2 separate regions of the Mus musculus genome follow, and region 1 is linked to region 2. A link is a contact called in public HiChIP or PLAC-seq data. All regions are on one chromosome and are shown on one strand. Each heading gives the region's core, a stretch centred on a gene start, on an enhancer-like site or on the middle of the called end of the contact. The rest is flanking DNA. Distances are from core to core; before and after follow the strand shown. Region 1 has its middle 14 kb from the start of Gm34148. Region 2 holds the start of Dyrk4 (dual-specificity tyrosine-(Y)-phosphorylation regulated kinase 4).

Evidence for each region. HiChIP or PLAC-seq counts read pairs in DNA pulled down with a chosen protein or histone mark.
Region 1: a contact with region 2 is called in an H3K27ac HiChIP or PLAC-seq map of regulatory T cells, with 6 times the contacts expected there. The contact joins the enhancer-like site here to the promoter of Dyrk4 in region 2. A contact is called at or near these places in 11 of 39 promoter capture datasets (the C10 cell line, the HPC-7 cell line, cranial neural crest and 7 more), 1 of 15 datasets of contacts at CTCF or cohesin (CD8 T cells), 4 of 484 Hi-C or Micro-C datasets (CD8 T cells, granulocyte-monocyte progenitors, liver and 1 more), 9 of 115 datasets of contacts at active chromatin or transcription factors (Th17 cells, bone marrow-derived macrophages, craniofacial prominence and 6 more) and 1 of 9 other capture datasets (liver).

The regions. Positions count from the first base shown.
Region 1 is chr6:127,431,859-127,436,254 of GRCm38.p6, reverse strand. No RefSeq gene overlaps it. Among named protein-coding and RNA genes, the nearest start is that of Gm34148, 14 kb to the left of the region's middle. Within about 2 kb of position 1,479, at least 26 of the 459 cell types and tissues checked have an H3K27ac peak or open chromatin away from gene starts, as enhancers often do. A contact at or near this core is called in CD8 T cells, effector CD8 T cells and regulatory T cells, where this site is marked.
Region 2 is chr6:126,919,634-126,923,614 of GRCm38.p6, reverse strand. It overlaps Dyrk4 (dual-specificity tyrosine-(Y)-phosphorylation regulated kinase 4), which reads left to right and starts at 1,776. Exons shown (of 15, transcript NM_207210.2): 1 at 1,776-1,865. The coding sequence starts at 1,828. Rad51ap1 (RAD51 associated protein 1) reads left to right here. Exons shown (of 9, transcript NM_009013.4): 9 at 1-200.

The DNA of each region.
Region 1 (4,396 bases), core at 230-2,729, 510 kb before region 2:
GACGCCCTGCCATCCCAGAACCCACTTTTAGAGGTTCTACGGTCTCCGGTGGTGTTCTCATTAGACTCTGTGGCCTGAGGACACAGTGCTGAAAGTGGACACGCCTTTGCAAATGAAGGGGCCAGAGATGAGCTGAAGAAATGAAGCCCAGTCATTTCAGAACCTCTCAAGTTTCTGGGCAGCCATTATCCAGGGGGAATAACAACCCTAACCTCAGTGTAGCGGTCATATAGTTGACTTTTGCTGTCCTTGTTTTCTTCTTTTCTATAAGGCTGAAGGCTTTCTCTTGGAAACCAGGGAACAAGTCTTCCACAGGAAGCAAGGAAGCAGCTCTCCAAACTCAGATGTCTATCAAGACCCAGTAGAGAATGTAAATAAACAAAGTCATTGGGGAATGTGAGCCGCCCGCTAGAGTGAGCCCACTCTCTGTAGGGATCGAGCACGATGTTAAAGGTTTTGCTCCAAAGCAAAAAACATGGCTCCTGAGATGTTCAAAAGAAGCTACCAATCTAGAATTTGATGGAGAATCTGAATTCTTTTTTTTTTTTTTTTTGGTTTTTTCGAGACAGGGTTTCTCTGTGTAGCCTTGGCTGTCCTGGAACTCACTCTGGCCTCGAACTAAGAAATCTGCCTGCCTCTGCCTCCCAAGTGCTGGGATTAAAGGTGTGTGCCACCACGCCCGGCTTGAGAATCTGAATTCTTAAATGATCACAGTGATCCACGTTTCTGGGCTGAGTGGTCCCATAAGCTGCCTGTTAGTCACCTGTGAGAATAAACCGTCCAATCGTGCCGCCTGGGCCCAACTCCTGGCTCTAGGTTCTGTGTTGTGAGCGAAGTTATCAAAAGTCACTTGACCTGTGCTTCGCTCCCTCCCTTTAAACTCATCTGAAGATGATGCCGCTGGAAACCTAGCTCCAGTCTCCTTCTTCCTCTGATCTCTCCCCTGTTCCCTCTTTCTCTTTGCACAATACACTGAAACTAACCCTTCTTCTACATCCTTGCTTAAGGCAGCTAAGAATGACTTTAAAAAAAAAATCACTTGTCCTGCAGTTTTCCGGGGAAGACTTAGCATGTTCATCCTGCAAGATACAAAGCTGGACCGGCTGCTCACCTGAGTCTACTTGGTGATGTCGTATGATGCAAACCTAAAGAGCTTCTTTCTGCCTTCTTACTGATGTGTTCTTCCGAAGAGCATGGCAGCCAGATTAAAGCCACGACATTTCCTAATTTAAATTCTGGCAATGTATTCACCAGTGGTCCTGACTAGAAAGTGACGAGAAGCTCCCCAGAACCCACTCTCGGGTTTTCAAAGGGGAAAGAGGGAAACATAACCAAAGGAAAAGGGGAGTTGCCTCGGACCTGTACCACTCCAAGGCTGGAGTTCAAAACAAGCCTGAGACTTGCAGAAACTGCCCAGTGACAGCAAGATCAACTTTGTGCAAGTGCGCTGGGAACAGGAAGATCCAGGGCCAGTGCTTGGAGCAGATGGTGTAATGTTAGCAGATGACAGACAGCCAGAGTTACCCAAGACCTGCCTAGCTTCCATCAACTCTGTCTCCAAGGGGAAAGGGTGGTATAAAGATGGGGAAGAAGAAATTGCAGCCCTCAGTGTGAAGCTTCGTGAAAAACATGTACCCACCTTGGATCTAAGGCAGATTCCTGGGGATACAACGAACCTGGAGATTTAATCACAGAGCCATCGTCAGGAGTCTTGGTATTCATGCCAAAGGATTAGTGATGGGCAACTCTCCGAGTTGTTGAAAGCTAGGAATGTGTAGGTTAGTGAAATGCTGCATGGCACAGCTTAGCTTAGCTTAGCTTTGATCCACAGCAAACTCTAACCTGCATTATTAAAGAGATTGTAATCACTTAGCAAAGGAAGTGGTGATCTCCAGCAGCCAGGGCAAGCAACGTAGAACAAACCACACCATACTATCACCGTCTCATGTTTTTCTCCTTTGAAAGATATCCAAACCTCACAAGGTTGTTTTTAACGAGTCTCTCAGCAAGGCTGTGGACAATGCATTTTATAAGCTGGATAGCTAGATTGAAGGACCTACTGGTTGAAGGTGTTGTGGGACCAACCACTGCATCCAGAAAGTCAACAGAGTCTCATTAACTCAAGGAAGGAATGAACAGGATGCCACCAGCCCTTGTTTGGGCCCAGTGACACAAACGATTTGTCAGCTTGCACATGTAGACTGACACAAAACTAAAAGAGTAACTAACACTGTGCCATGTGTCAGAGGCAGCATGGGCTTCCACCAACAAGAAGCCAAAAGAAACACAGCGAGGTGGATTGGAGGAAAACAAAGGTTCTTTATTGAGGTTAAAAAAAGAAAAGAAAAAAAATCTCAGTCCTTTGAAGCACTAAAGTAGAACAACATGAAAAAAAAAAAAAAAACTCAAGAATTTTATTAAGAAAATTTCGGCGTGACCAAAGAAACAATTCTTGGTCCAGATGCAAGAAAAATGATCAGACAACAACAAAAAATGAACAAACCTTGACCTGATATAACTGTCTCCTGAGAGACTCTGTCATTGCCTGACAAATACAGAGGTGGATGCTCTCAGCCAACCATTGGACTGAGCACAAGGTCCCCAATGGAGAAGCTAGAGAAAGGATAGAAGGAGCTGAAGGAGCTTGCAGTCCCATAGGAGGAACAACAATATGAACTAACCAGTACCCCCAGAGCTCCCAGGGACTAAACTATCAACCAAAGAGGACACATGGAGAGACTCATGGCTCCAGCTGCATATGTAGCAGAGGATGGCCTTGTTGGGCATCAATGGGAGGAGAGGTCCTTGGTCCTGAGAAGGCTTGATGCCCCAGTGTAGGGGAATGCCAAGGTGGGGAGGCAGGAGTGAGTGGGTTGGTGGGCAGGGGGAGGGGGAATGGGATAGGGGGTTTTCAGAGAGGAAACCAGGAAAGGGAATAACATTTGAAATGTAAATAAAGAAAATATCTAATAAAAAAATTAACAAACCATAAGGCTTGCTAAGAATTTGTTCAGAGCAAGGGTGGTGAGGCCAGGGCTATTGTTGGCCTTGTTGGCACTTGAGCATTGTGGCTTGTTACGGGTATCATGGTTCTCCTGCACTGTCAAATCTGTAATTTTTTTTTAAATTGTGAAAGAAATATATAGTCGTCAGCACAAAGGGCAGACTGATAGAAGAGAAAAGTTACTGTTCCTTTACAATGTAAACAACTGTTGACTTGTTGCTATATATACCTGAAGGTTTGGTTGGTTGGTTGGGTTTTTTTGTTGTTGTTGTTGGTTCATTAGTTCTTTTATTTTGCATGTCCCAAGGAGCTACATGGAAAGAGCTATCTAAAGTGAGGTGTATAAACTTACATTCTGCACCCATGAACCTGGCATTGGGGCTGGAGATAGAGCTCAGAAGTAAATAGGCTGCCTAGAACATGCAAGGCCCTAAAGTTGATTTTCCCTTGCATTGTAGCGTAAATCATTTCCTCATTAGAGAATGGCCATCTCCCTCATGTCACTATATCAAATGCCTCCCTCTTGAACATTTACACGTTCTCTGTTTAGAAGTGGAGGTGGTGGAGCCGGGCATGGTGGCAAACATCTTTAATCCCAGAACTTGGGAGGCAGAGGCAGGCGGATTTCTGAGTTCGAGGCCAGCCTGGTCTACAGAGTGAGTTCCAGGACAACCAGGGCTACACAGAGAAACCCTGTCTCGAAAAATCAAAAAAATAGTGGAGGTGGCATCTTAAAGAGGATACTGATGAAGTAGTGGAAGAACCAGGAAGGATACTGGGTTAGTGAATTGTCCCAGAAACCATGTCACAAGAGAGGCAGTTCCAACACTTGTGAATCTAATACAATGGAGGAACCCTGACAACCGTCTGTCAACTCCCACAATGCTGTCAAATGGGAAAGGGAGTGAGTTTATTCTGTGTGGCTCTAACAGGTCAAACTATGGGCAGAGGTTAGGTGGGCAGGAGTCTGACGTCACTCCCACGGATAACGAATTCCTGCAGCCCAGCAGCAGACTGAGGAACCTTACAATGGAGAAGTGGAGCAGTTCTGGAAAGTGCACAGTTGGAGACAAAATGGCCACGTGGATGAAGAATGTGTCCTGTGTTCCTTTCAGCAAGAAGACTGGGTGCTTCTTCCCTCACTCGTAAAGGGGTCATGAAGAACGTATGACTGACAAGTGGCAAAGAAGCCAACACCATTCATTTTACTGGTGGTATAAGTAATCATTCTACTTCAGAGATCCAAGACTCATCACTTAATTCTTAGAACAGCTTTGAGAGCTAGGAATGGACATTATCCCACTCTTACAGGTAAGATTTCCAGTTCGAGGATGGCATGAAGGTTCAGCAGGTAGAGTCTCTTGCTGTGCAATCCTGACTAGCTGAGTTTGA
Region 2 (3,981 bases), core at 527-3,026:
GGTCAAAATAAGCAGGGGGAGGAGTGTCTTCATCATTGAGATGAAGCCCAAGGTTGAAAGCTGTCACCTCCACGCCCCTGTCACAGCTGATGCATCGTCTCAGGAAGCTCTGGTTTACTGTCAGTAAAAGCAATTATTTTTATAGTAAGAAATCAACTTGTTTCTGATTACTTTAATAAAGTCTAATGTTTACTGTAAAATGTGCATGCCTCGCCTAGTTCTCAGCTATGAGACATCTGTGTTACCGTGAGGACAAGCAGCTTTGATTTAAGTGACCATTGCTTTTGTACATCTTCTTACTCATATATATGCTTACACTGTATTCTCCACCTTACCTGCTCCACCGTCCTTAAAATCCCAATCTTCAGTTAGCAATCTGCGTGATTTTGGTTCTGATTTTTGAGACAGGGCTTCCTATGTAGCCCAGGCTGTCCTTGAACCTACCATCCTTCCTTCTGCCACGGCCTCCCTAGTGGTGGTGGGTGCTGTGACACCCACCTAGTTACCTGGTTTTGAGTTAATTTGTATGCTTTGAGCAATAACCATTGTTATAAATATATAATACTCACTGGAGGGACTTGGGTTTTATTATGATTCGCATTATTTCTTTGTAGTCATAAGGTCCCTCAGAAGCTGGAGAGAGATGGCTCAGTGCTTAAAGGCGCTTGCGGCTCTTGCACAGAACGCAGGTTTGTTTTCCAGCACCCATATCAGGTGGCTTAAAACTGCCTGAATCTCCACTTCAGCAGATCTAACACCCTCTTCTAGACTCCACGGGCACCTGCACTCCAGTGGTGCATGTACATATGTAATACATACTCAGACACACTAAATAAAAACTTCAAAGTGTGTTAAAACCGGCCTAGCTACAAGGGTTAATAACCATCAGTTGCTGGCCGCGGTCGCACCTCTTCCTCGCTTGGTCTTACCTACCCCAATCATCATACCCAAAGAGCAGATTACTCCTTGACTCACTGTAGCTCTCTCATGTTACACTCGCCACCGTATCATGCCTGTGCTTTGGTCTATCTGTGTTCTGATGGACTGGTCCTCGCTGCTACTCCTCACCCCGTTGTGTATCCATTCAAGACGTTACTGACACTGCATTCCCAAAATAAAAGCATGAACAGGCTATGGTGACACACACCTTTAATCCTAGTAGAGGACGATGCTTCCCTACCAGCTCAAGGCCAGCTTGGTCTACACAGTTCCAGGCCAACCAGGGCTATGTAGTGAAACTTGTCTCAAACATTAAGTCAGAATGAACAGCTTCCTGGGGAACCACATAAACACCGCAGTCTGCCCGTCACAGCTGCCTCGGGTACTCAGCTAAATGTCTAAGGACTTGAACGCTAAACTCAACTCTGCTTCTTTTCAGTGAGTCCCTTCCTGGTATCAGAGCCCATCAGGACATGCCACTGTCACAGTTCCATGTGGTTCTTTCTGAAACTTAGTACAGTCGAAGTGTACATCTTATAAGAAAATTCTATCCAGGGCTTTTATCTACTTCCACATACTGTTTTTGAAAGATCTTAGAAATTTTCCAGTCTGGCCTGTCCAGCCAACTTTAATCTCAGGGTCCTGGGATTTCACTCATACCTTGGGTGATCCATGAATTGGAGAGAGAAAACGAGGTTGGGGAGAGATGTATTCTTTTGGCCTATGCGAAAGATGGTTTGGGCCTTAAGTGGGGTAAGCCTATTCAGCTCAGAGTCACAAAAAGGGCCTGAGCGGTTTCTACAGCAACGCTAGGAGGGTGTGGCCCCTCTGCGCCTGGTTGAGGGTTCCTCCTAAACCTCTGCAGGGATCCCTGTCTGTGACAGCCGGATGCAGCTCCTCCGACTTCCTGCCCTCACCCGGACAGAGTAAGCGCCTAAGAGAAGAGGCTTGCGATGGGCGCAAACCCTGAGCCAACTAGGGCTGGGTCCTCAAGGGGCAAGTGGAAAGGGAGAAGGGAAGTAAGAGCGAGGGCTGGGCCGGGTGCGCGAAGGAGAAGAGGTTTAGCTCTTGCCAGCTGCGGCTCGCCTGCATCCTGACTCCTACTAAAGGAACACTGTGTTAGGGACTCCCGCTGAGTGCCAGAATGGGGGCGGGGAATGGTCCTGACTCTAGCAACTTGGGGCATGGAGCAGATTCTTTTTCACACCGTCTCTGCACGTGGTATCGTTGTCTCTTTCACACACAGCACAAAGACACAGACATACACACAGACACACACCCCAGTCCTTTGACACAGAGTGTACCAAGGACCGTATGGATCACAAGCCCAGATCAACTTCCCTCACTTGTTTGCACTGCAGGAAAAACCCCAGTACTTAGCAACATAGTTTACTTAAGGTGGTGGCTCCACACCCTCTGAGCGTTCACTGTCTGAAATATCCAGGCCTGCTGGGACTTAGGAAACATTGTTCTTTCAGACATGATTTTAAAAAACACCAGCTTCCCCAGTCTTAACTCACACTTTGGATAAAGATTGAAAACTGGGAAACATCTCATGAGAATGTCCTTTGTTTTTTGCCTGAGGGATGAGATGGGGATGGTCGAATTCTAAGGAATCTTCGAACATGGCCTACTCCTGTAATCTCTGAGTCAAGAGACCTTTAAGTTTGAGGCCAGCCTGGTCAACATTGCAACACAGCAAATGTCCGGCCAGCTTGGGCTACAGAGTGAGATTCTGGGCCATGCCTTACTGATTCTGGGATTTAAACTTTCAATACCCAGGAGAAGATGGGAACCTGAAGTCACGTCTGGCAATATGGCAACCACTTCTCTGACTTTGCCCTCACCAACTCCAAATTGTTTACACCTGAGCTAAAATGCCTACTTCTCAAATGTGCAAGATCCCGAGGCAGTGAATTATGATTTTAGCTGACCCTAGCACTCATCTAAAAAGAAGAAAAGGCTAGTATAGGCTATATTCATCAAGCCACCAGGATCAGCAGGGATGTAATAAATACACTACCTAGGGATGGTAAGAACACTATATTCCTGGAAACAGTAGCCACTTTAGGAGAGATTCCATAAAATAAGGACAATGTGGGATGGATGCTCTATCATGGAAGGAAAGGTGGGCAAAGCCCCACAGGGTGCCTGGGGTGAAGCAGGTGTAGGAGAGAAAACCAAGATTTTCTATGTTGTATAAATTAAAGAAATCTTGAACAGAAAGGAGAATAGATCCGCTCTCTGTGCTTTTCTGAGGATAGCAAGGAACAGTGGGAGGGAATATCTTGTGTAATATCATTACCCTCCGATAAGCACCCACCAAGTGTAAATTAAGATCTGAGTATAAAGTGGGCTATCGGGGAAAACTGTCTCTGTCTCAGGACCACTCCAGCACTGATAGGTACGCATCAGACCCAAAGCCGCTGTGCTAGGTGAGGGCGTAGGTGTAAGGGTTCGCAAACCTCCAGCCCTTATGATTAGGTCACTGGATCATGAAGGGTTCAGGGACTCACGTAGAAGGGCTGAGGAGTTGAATTGGCCTTGTCTCAAGTACATTAAACAGGTTAACTCTAAATGCTACCACCACATCTATCCCGAGGACAATCCTGAGGACATAAAGATCAAGCCACCGCAGACTGCAAGTAAGAATAACGAAGTCGCACGAGGTAACCTCAAGAGACATATTTTCCTTTTGGACGTGAGTGTCCTTTAGGTACAAATGCACACGTTTAAAATGCCACACAACACAATTTTAGTAACAGTAATGCTGACACCTCTGAGGCTCCCCGATTCCAGACTTCTTGAGAACAAGGAGTCCATTTCCTTATCTGTCATCCTTCACCCTGAGCACAGTCGTCAGGGCTCGGTTGATGCCCTGACTTCTTTGGTGAATTCATCTAAGTTCTCTCAGCTCTCTCCTCTTCCAGCAAATGTACACAGAGGTTTCACTAGAGACCCATCACCACGCTCAGCCTTGCAAGGAATTGAAAATAATAAAAGGCAGCTCACCACCCCTAGCTCCACGAGACTCAGGATCAA